Regions from separate parts of the Rattus norvegicus genome. Here all the other regions are linked to region 2. The links are chromatin contacts, called in public Hi-C maps. All regions are on one chromosome and are shown on one strand. The core of a region is the stretch at or near the end of the contact, and the rest is flanking DNA. Distances in the headings are between cores, read along the strand shown.

Region 1 (2,750 bases), core at 153-2,652, 210 kb after region 2:
CAGTGAGGGCAATGTTCCCAGGCAGAGGCAGCAGCCAGGCCCCAGGCTTCACATGTGAAGGGGGAAGAAAGTTTGTTTTTTTTGGAATTAACGATGTGACCCCAGAATCCAAATCCAAAGCAGGTATAGCTATTTGATGGGGAAAGGGAAAAAATAGTCCTCAATCATTCTCCCAGTTTGAGTAGTGGTGAGGTTGGGAGGCACCCTGGACATTGCAGAAGAAGCATTTGGCTGGCTTACATAACCCTACAATAGTCTACCCAACCCCCCATACCCAGCGGTCTCGTAGCACACGTTCACAGCTTGGTATGGGAGCTTCTAAAAGTATTTTCACAGAGCCAGACTTTGTGAAGGGGCCAACTAACAAAGCAAACCTCGCAGAGCTGATAGAAGAATTGTTGCAGCTTGTCCCCTGATGGGAAAGGCCACTCCCTCCTCTTCTAGTCCCTTCCAAGAACCTGAAAACTGAAAGGGCCTTTTATGTTTCTGATAAATGGTTTGGCAAACATTTTGCCTTTGGAAATGCAGCCTACCTCACTTGCCTTCCACTAATCCCCTCTCCCCACACCGAAACATGTTGTGTCTCCTGGCAACAGGGCTGGGGGAATGGATGGTGTCTCCCAAAAGGAGAATGTTCTAGAGGTCACCTCTGGGTCCTTGTCCTGGCCTTAACCTCAGCCTGTTGTGTTGCTAGTTGGGGCGTGGGGAGGCTTTCATCCTTGAGCCTCAGTTTCTGAAAGGAGACATCAACGGTGAGGGCTGAGGAGCAAGTGGGAGAGCAAGACAAGGTTGAACTACTCTATTCCCCTATCGACATGGGGATTCTATTTTCCCTATTATTGCCACGGTGCTTTTCTTTATTCTCCTCACACCGACCACAACCTTGTTACAGTCAGAGATCAGGCAAAGTGGCCTTTGGCAGTCTGGGGCAGTCATACTGCTGCCATTATTCTGGGTAGGGAGAAAATGGTCACTAAATTTCCCCTTGTACACACTACCTTCCATGATCCACAATGTCAACCTCCCCCTTCTACCTATCTCCCACTCCTTTCAACCCACAAATCCATCCAAAAACTTCTGCCTGCAGGGGAATTCAAGACTTATTTCTTTAATGGTCAGAATTGTGCTGGGTCAAGACTTTTAACTGTGTATTTAATTAGTCATCTGTGCACATGCAACTCAAAGGCGTTCAGCTGTGCCTTTTTATAGGATTAATAAAGCCGGTTGTAAATCACCTCTGCAGCCCATAAAAGTATTTATAGCAGCTTTTCTCTCCCTCTGCCATTACAGAAGCTCTGTTTGAACTAGCTGAGGTTTGCACCGGGGATAGTTCTACCCAGTTCTAGAAGGAAAGCGTTAAAAAAATCCTTTCCTGGCAAACCACAGCTTCATCATTAGGCAATGTAGAATGTGCTGGAATGTTAAGCTCCAGCAAGGACATTCCCGGGTGTGATTGCCAACAGCGAGCCTTCTGTGTTAATGAAAAATCAAAATACAAAAAAGCCAGTCAACTTCAAGTACAAAACCTTCAGTCGAACTTGAGAAATGGGACCAGAGTTGGAATTCTGTGGCTTCTTGACTTCCATAAACCTTAAGGGGATTTGGCAAGCTCTTCCCAAAGCCCATGCATTCACAGTGGCCAAACACCTTTGCAGTCCCCACAGCCAAGTCCATGCTATCACTCACTCTGTGGAGAAAAAAGCAACCTTTGTCTGATGGGCATTCAGAGCCTTTGCGGGTAAAATGAATATTACCAAAACCTGTTTCTTGTGTCTGCAGAAGGCTTTATTTCTCACACCTACTGCCCAGAAAACAATCTCAGTTCTTAAGAGACAACTAGTTCCATGTCATCTTTCCCAATTTCTTTCCTCTGCCTTTGCCCACCTGACTGAAACCCCCCATTGAATGTCACAGCATTCATTGTTGAGAAGTTGACTATGGAAGTCACTTGTCGCTTTGAGGCTAACCAGAGCCGAAGCAGCCATAAGGTTTGGGTTTGCAGATACATGTTCTGAAGTCTCACAGTTTGCCTGTTTTCTTCACAAGATTAACTGGCTGATGATTGGCAAGCTCTCAGCTTGGTGGAGAAAAGAAACAGGATGTTCGAGCAATCATCTCCCCGGACTGAGGAGAATCTGCTCCAGGTGGTTCGGGCACTGCGTGCAGAGACAGGTTGCACTTGGCTGAAGATTGATCGGGACTTCCTCACAGAGGTGGAGGGTTCCCTATGTCACTGGCAGTCTGGGGCCAGCCACTGTGTCCCTGCAGTGGTTTTTAATGTTTACAAACTTCAGGGACAGCTGGGTTGTCGCTTGGAGTCCTGTGGGATCTTTTGTATGTATTAAGGGGTAAAATACTGGACTAGGTATGCTAATGGAAAAGAGGTACAGGGACCCCCGCCCCCCGCTCCCTGATGTTGGCACACAGTGGATGTGACTGAGATCTAGTTCATTGACTCTTTAGACTTTAGCCTTGGAGGATGGCTTGAATCTCTCCTATTTTATATGTGTTGCCTCTTCTATGGCTTTCGCTTTTTCTCCTCCTCTTTCTCCTCCTCCCCCTCCTCCTGTTGCTCTTCTCTCCCTTACTCCCTTCTTTCCCATTCCCACTCTCTCCCCATCTCGTTCATTTCCTTCCTTCCTTTTGGTTTGGAAAGATCTTTGGGGGGAAATATATTAGATGACTTCCCCAATATCTGACCTCAAAATATCTTTTCCAGGACTGATGCTTTTTGAGAAGGGATACAATAT
Region 2 (2,712 bases), core at 166-2,665:
TCAATTGAATTGGGAAGACCACTGTAATCCAGATCTTTTGAGGTGGGAAGAAGACCTTTAATATGGGCCACACCTGGGGGACCTATAAAAAGGACATGGAAGAAGGACATTTGCTCTCTTTTCCTATTTGTCCTCTGTAGCAAGGCTGTTTCTTCACTGGCATTAGAACCTACTTCTCCAGGATTCCTTCGTCTACTGAAGATCAGCTAAGATTGAACAAGTAATGCATTCCTAGACTTTCTGTTGTTAGACAGCCATTGTTGGACTAGCTGGGCCACAGCTTGTAAGCCATTCTAACCTCTCTCTCTCTCTCTCTCTCTCTCTCTCTCTCTCTCTCTCTCTCTCTCTCTCCCTCCCTCCCTCCCTATCTATCTCTATCTCTATCTCTCTGTGTGTATATCTCTCCCTCTCTGTATCTCTCTGTCTCTCTCTCAGACCAAATTCTTTCCAGGGTTAAATCCCAAGTAGCCTCTCAGATATCCTGGATCCTGAAAAAGAAAGTGTTTCTCATGAATGAAATATAGGTATTTATTTCAAATATATATATGTACATATATCCATACATTTCATTCTATCAGTTCTGTTTCTCTAGAGAACCCTGACTAATACACTTGGTGAGAAGGGGGTAGGGCTGAAGGCAGTTTAGATTAAAAGGGAATCCTTCTCTGACTTTTTTTTTTTAAAAGTAAAATATTGAATCTTTTTTTTTGAAGCACATTATCACATCCTGATTTATCCCATTTAAATCTGGAATACCACATGGAGGCTTGACTTTATCTGGAGCACGCATTCACAGAGCTAGTTCAAAGCCAGAACATCCTCCTCCTCAGCTAAAGAGACACTCCTCCGAAACAGTGTCCTTGCTGGTTTCTGGATGCTGTCACTGGACGGCACAGAGTAGGCACTTGCTGCATGCTTGTTGAATCAATGTGAGGAAGGAAGGGTGAAACGAGACATTAATGTTTAAAACTGTGACCAAAGGGACAAGATTCAGGATTAAGGTGGATATTTAAGAGGGTACTTGGGGTTTAAACCTGAGAAGAATTTGGTCTGGGATCTTCATATAAGAGCTGGGTCCTACCTTACCTAATGCAATTTCTCTGACAACCACAATCCTTTTCACTCTCAAACAGCCCACAGCAGCACCTACACAGCATAGTCGCTTGTGACAGCCTCCTGGGGTTTGATGGTGGTTCCGGTTGTACTCCATTCTCTGTGTCAGGATATGGCTGCAAATTCATGCACAGGTCAAGGGCTGCTGACGAAGCATCCTTAACACTGTGCTGCTTGCCATGGCCTTCTCTTGGGAGAGCTTCTGTGGGAGCTGATGCAAACAGGGTTCTGCCTGTAGTATCCTTTACAGAGAAGCAAGGGCACGGTTCTTAGAACCTGACTCTCCAGTTCAGGTTACAGTTGGGGAAAACCAGAGTTGCCTATTTGAATGGCACTCTCTCGGCTCCTGTTTCTAAACTCCAGCTGAGCCGACACGTGGTAGACATGATTTCAACTCGGGGGGAAGGTTTCATTTAATCCACAGGGCATCTGAGTTACACGGGAACCAAATGAGAAACAGACGTGACTGCAGGTGCCTTTTGCCCTGCTCTTGGGCAATGAACTCAAAGGTGTCTTTGATTTCAGTAAGAAATTTGGCAGGGAGCTTGTTCCTAAAGTGGTTTCATTGCGTTGGTTTTTGGTAAAAAGGCTACTCTCTCCTTCCCCTTGACTCGTACCACACACATTCAAATATACATAAAACTCCCATCAGGAAGAGTAGCAGCACTGTGCTAAAAATAAAACTTAAATTAAAGGCCCACTTCAGTAACCTGTAAGTTTCTCATTCTTTCTGCTAATGGTCATTGGTTTTCTCACCTTGGATGGCCTGATTTCAAATAGGTAATTATTACCAACGGTCCAGAATAGTGCCAGGCCTATTGTGTAAATAATATGGCTTTTAAATATATTGATGAGTAAATATTTAACCAATAAACCAAGGCGGGTTAAGTCAGTCAACTGCAGCAGGGACAAACCACATTTGTTCTATAAGCTGTAAACACACTGGCCGGAGAAAGGCTTGGACATGTGCCTGGCAAGTCTCTATTTCCTGGACCAAAGTTTTTGTGTTATGGGGGCAAGTTCCGTTCTGATAGGGCTCACAGGCCAGGCCCTTTGGAAAATTTTTGTATTCCCCAGGCATGCTTAGCATTTTAGAAAGGGCCCAGTTCATGTTAAACGCAAGGGAGACTCACTCTGAGATCCAGATAAACTAAAGGGGTGTACCGGAAAGTGGCCCATTGTCCAGGTGCTGGAAGCAGGGAGAATGTATGTCACTTCTTACCACGGGCCGGTTGACTTTGGGCAAGACATCTGACATTTCAGGCATTCAACTGCTTCATTTGCAAAACCATAAAATGGGAGCCTGGACATAATCCAGACATCATTATACTTTAGAGCGTGATTCTGTGAGAAGTTGGGCTTTGATTGTGGCTCCTAGGTGGACACCACTGCAGGTCTATTTTTTCACTTAGAAGCCCTAAATCATATCTGTCCGAGTCTGGGTGCACGGGTTACACGTGGTGTGATACCAGCGAGCACGGCTCTCCCAGATTGTGAACTGGATGGTAACCTCCACACCTTGAGTTACACAGTGTTGCTACCCTGCCTCGAAAATGCAGTCTATCTTCTTTCCTCCTCGGGAATAGACTTATGTTGTAA
Region 3 (2,761 bases), core at 32-2,531, 160 kb after region 2:
ATAACAAAAATCCCATCTGTATTTTAATGAAAATTTAATCCATATGCTTGATTCACTTTTTGCATTTAATCCATCAAAATATTTTGTAAGAGTTATCTGGAATCCAAAAGGCCTTCTATGTCATTTTTTTTTGTAGAAATGTGTTGGCATAGGACTCTCTCCCTAAGCATTTTCTTCTTCTCCTAATAGGGAAATTCTGCTTTCCCAGCACCCAGATGACTTAGAGCTTGTGCACCCTTTCTGTGGTTCTCCTTTACACCAATTACACTCTTGTGGAATCACTAATCAAAATGGCTCACAAAGATATTCTCATTCTGCATTTCTGTAGTATGTAAGAAAGGAAAGAAGTGAAAGGTTAGGGTGATATGGAATCTTGGCTTTTATTCTGAGGTAGAGCCTAGAAGCCATGCCCTTAGTCCTCCATGTCCATGGAATAATTGAATGTATTTAGGCAGAAGTATTTCATAAGTATTTCATGTCGAAGGGGATGGGGAGGTGGCTAAATATTTCCCATAAAGCTGATTTATAGAGGTTGAATATATATATATATATTGGCTAATTTCTCTCTTTTTTTAAATTAATCATTCAACTCGTTTACATCTCAAATGATATTCCACCTCCCAGTTACCCCTCCACAAACCCCTCATCCCACATCCACACTCTCCTCCTCCTCCTCCACTGTCTCTATGAGGGTATTCTCCCACCCATGCCACCTTCTCCTGCCCCACCGCTCTAACATCCACCTGTACTAGGGCATCAAACCTCCACAGAACCAAGGGCCTCCCCTCCCACTGATTGTCAGACAAGGCTATTCTCTGCTACATATGTATCTGGAGCCATGGATCCCTCCCTGTACACTCTTGGTTAGTAGTCTAGTCCCTGGGAGCTCTGGGTAATTCGGCCAGCTGATATTGCTCTTCCTATGGGGTTGCAATTCCCCTCTGCTCCTTCAGTCCTTCTGCCAGCTCCCCCACCAAGGTCTCTGAGCTCTGAAGGTTGGCTCCAAGCATCCACATCTGCATTGGTCAGTTGCTGGCCAAACCTCCCAAGGTACAGTCACACCAGGTTCCTGTCAGCAAGTGCCTCAAGTTACGTAACATTTCAGGTGACTATAACATAGAAAAGCTCTTCCTAGGCTCATTGGAAAAGAGATTGCAAGTGCAGAGCATTGATAGTTTACTTTGAAGACTAGCTCTGCCTTGCTGGGCAACAGGCAGTCCAGCAGTGGCTAAAGAGAGGAGGGAGGGTGGAAGGGAGAACCAGAAATGGAGGTTTGTGGCCTTGGCTGTGCTCTTCAGTGAGGTCATCGCTCTTCATTGCTGCCCTGCTGGGCCTGTCCTGCTGCCAGGACCCAAAGAGCTTCAGATACAATTGATCTCATTATAGATCAGGACAGACTTGGCTCAGATGGATGGCGGGCTCTCTCCCAGTGATTAGGACAGAGCATACTTTTCTCCCCATCCCCACTCCTATCTCAGTCTTCTGGCTGAAGGTTCTTTTGTCTTTGGATTAATCTAGGGTTAATCTAAGTTTACTTACTTGCTGCAAGTCTGAGCTGGCAAGGTGGACATAATCTTCAAATAACTCTGAAAATGCCACTCCCACCATCAGTGCGTGTGCTAATTTGTTTAACCTCTGTCTACATTGGACCCAGACCAACTCTGAAATACTGGGCACAAGGCTTAGTAGGATTAAATCAAAGATTAGTTCTGCATCTGATCTCAGACGTAGTTCTTACTTTCTTGCCGGCTTGCTAGGAGACTTCTCAGTGCTTTGTTTTTCTCAGAGACAGAGTAGAATGGAAGAATCTGGAAATACAAAAGGAACTTCAGAAGGCTATTAAGGTGCTCCAATAATGACTGCACTTAAACTGTTCCTTCAGTGAGAACTTTTCTCTCAGACACTTGTGGAGGAAGACCACCATTTCCTTGATAAGGCATTCTGTTTCCCCATAATGTATGGTGATTCCCTCACAAGGGTGATTATGATGTTTAGGGAGTGGTGGTGGGCAGATCGGAGAGATACTTGCTTCCTTCCCAAACTTAAGAAGTGAAAAGTAAAGACAGAAGGTAGAGCTCCATGTAGATTCTTCCCGGTGTACAGAAATGAGCTCCATTCTGATTGTAAGTTCTTGACATTCCTTGTTTCTACCTCACTGTCTCTGTCAGAATGATACATGATCTGTGATGTTCTTACATCATTCTAGATTGAGACTTAATTCCTCTGAAAAATAAATTGCAACAGACCCTCTGTTTCTTGCCTAAAATCTTCCTCATTCAACCAGCAATCTGTTTAAGCTAAGATAGAGACTTCTCTGTTCTTTTGGTTCATACTGAAGTGTCTGTTCTCATAGTTAGTAAACTTGCTACTACCAAAGATGAACACTGGGACCTGGGAACCCTCAGATGGGTCCTGGGGACCTGGGAACCCTCAGACGGATCCTGGGGACCTGGGAACCCTCAGATGGGTCCTGGGGACCTGGGAACCCTCAGACGGATCCTGGGGACCTGGGAACCCTCAGATGGGTCCTGGGGACCTGGGAACCCTCAGATGGGTCCTGGGGACCTGGGAACCCTCAGACGGATCCTGGGGACCTGGGAACCCTCAGATGGGTCCTGGGGACCTGGGAACCCTCAGATGGGTCCTGGGGACCTGGGAACCCTCAGACGGATCCTGGGGACCTGGGAACCCTCAGATGGGTCCTGGGGACCTGGGAACCCTCAGATGGGTCCTGGGGACCTGGGAACCCTCAGATGGGTCC

The links. A called contact is a pair of places that touch in the nucleus more often than the background predicts.
Region 1: a contact with region 2 is called in a Hi-C map of liver, with 2.2 times the contacts expected there. The contact joins two enhancer-like sites. A contact is called at or near these places in 3 of 12 Hi-C or Micro-C datasets (kidney and liver).
Region 3: a contact with region 2 is called in a Hi-C map of liver, with 3 times the contacts expected there. The contact joins two enhancer-like sites. A contact is called at or near these places in 2 of 12 Hi-C or Micro-C datasets (kidney and liver).

What each region holds. Positions count from the first base shown.
Region 1 is chr2:34,337,324-34,340,073 of GRCr8, forward strand. No RefSeq gene overlaps it. Among named protein-coding and RNA genes, the nearest start is that of Rpl21l6, 75 kb to the left of the region's middle. Within about 2 kb of position 1,403, at least 11 of the 93 cell types and tissues checked have an H3K27ac peak or open chromatin away from gene starts, as enhancers often do. A contact at or near this core is called in liver, where this site is marked.
Region 2 is chr2:34,126,941-34,129,652 of GRCr8, forward strand. No RefSeq gene overlaps it. Among named protein-coding and RNA genes, the nearest start is that of Rpl21l6, 140 kb to the right of the region's middle. Within about 2 kb of position 1,416, at least 16 of the 93 cell types and tissues checked have an H3K27ac peak or open chromatin away from gene starts, as enhancers often do. A contact at or near this core is called in liver, where this site is marked.
Region 3 is chr2:34,287,045-34,289,805 of GRCr8, forward strand. No RefSeq gene overlaps it. Among named protein-coding and RNA genes, the nearest start is that of Rpl21l6, 25 kb to the left of the region's middle. Within about 2 kb of position 1,282, at least 11 of the 93 cell types and tissues checked have an H3K27ac peak or open chromatin away from gene starts, as enhancers often do. A contact at or near this core is called in liver, where this site is marked.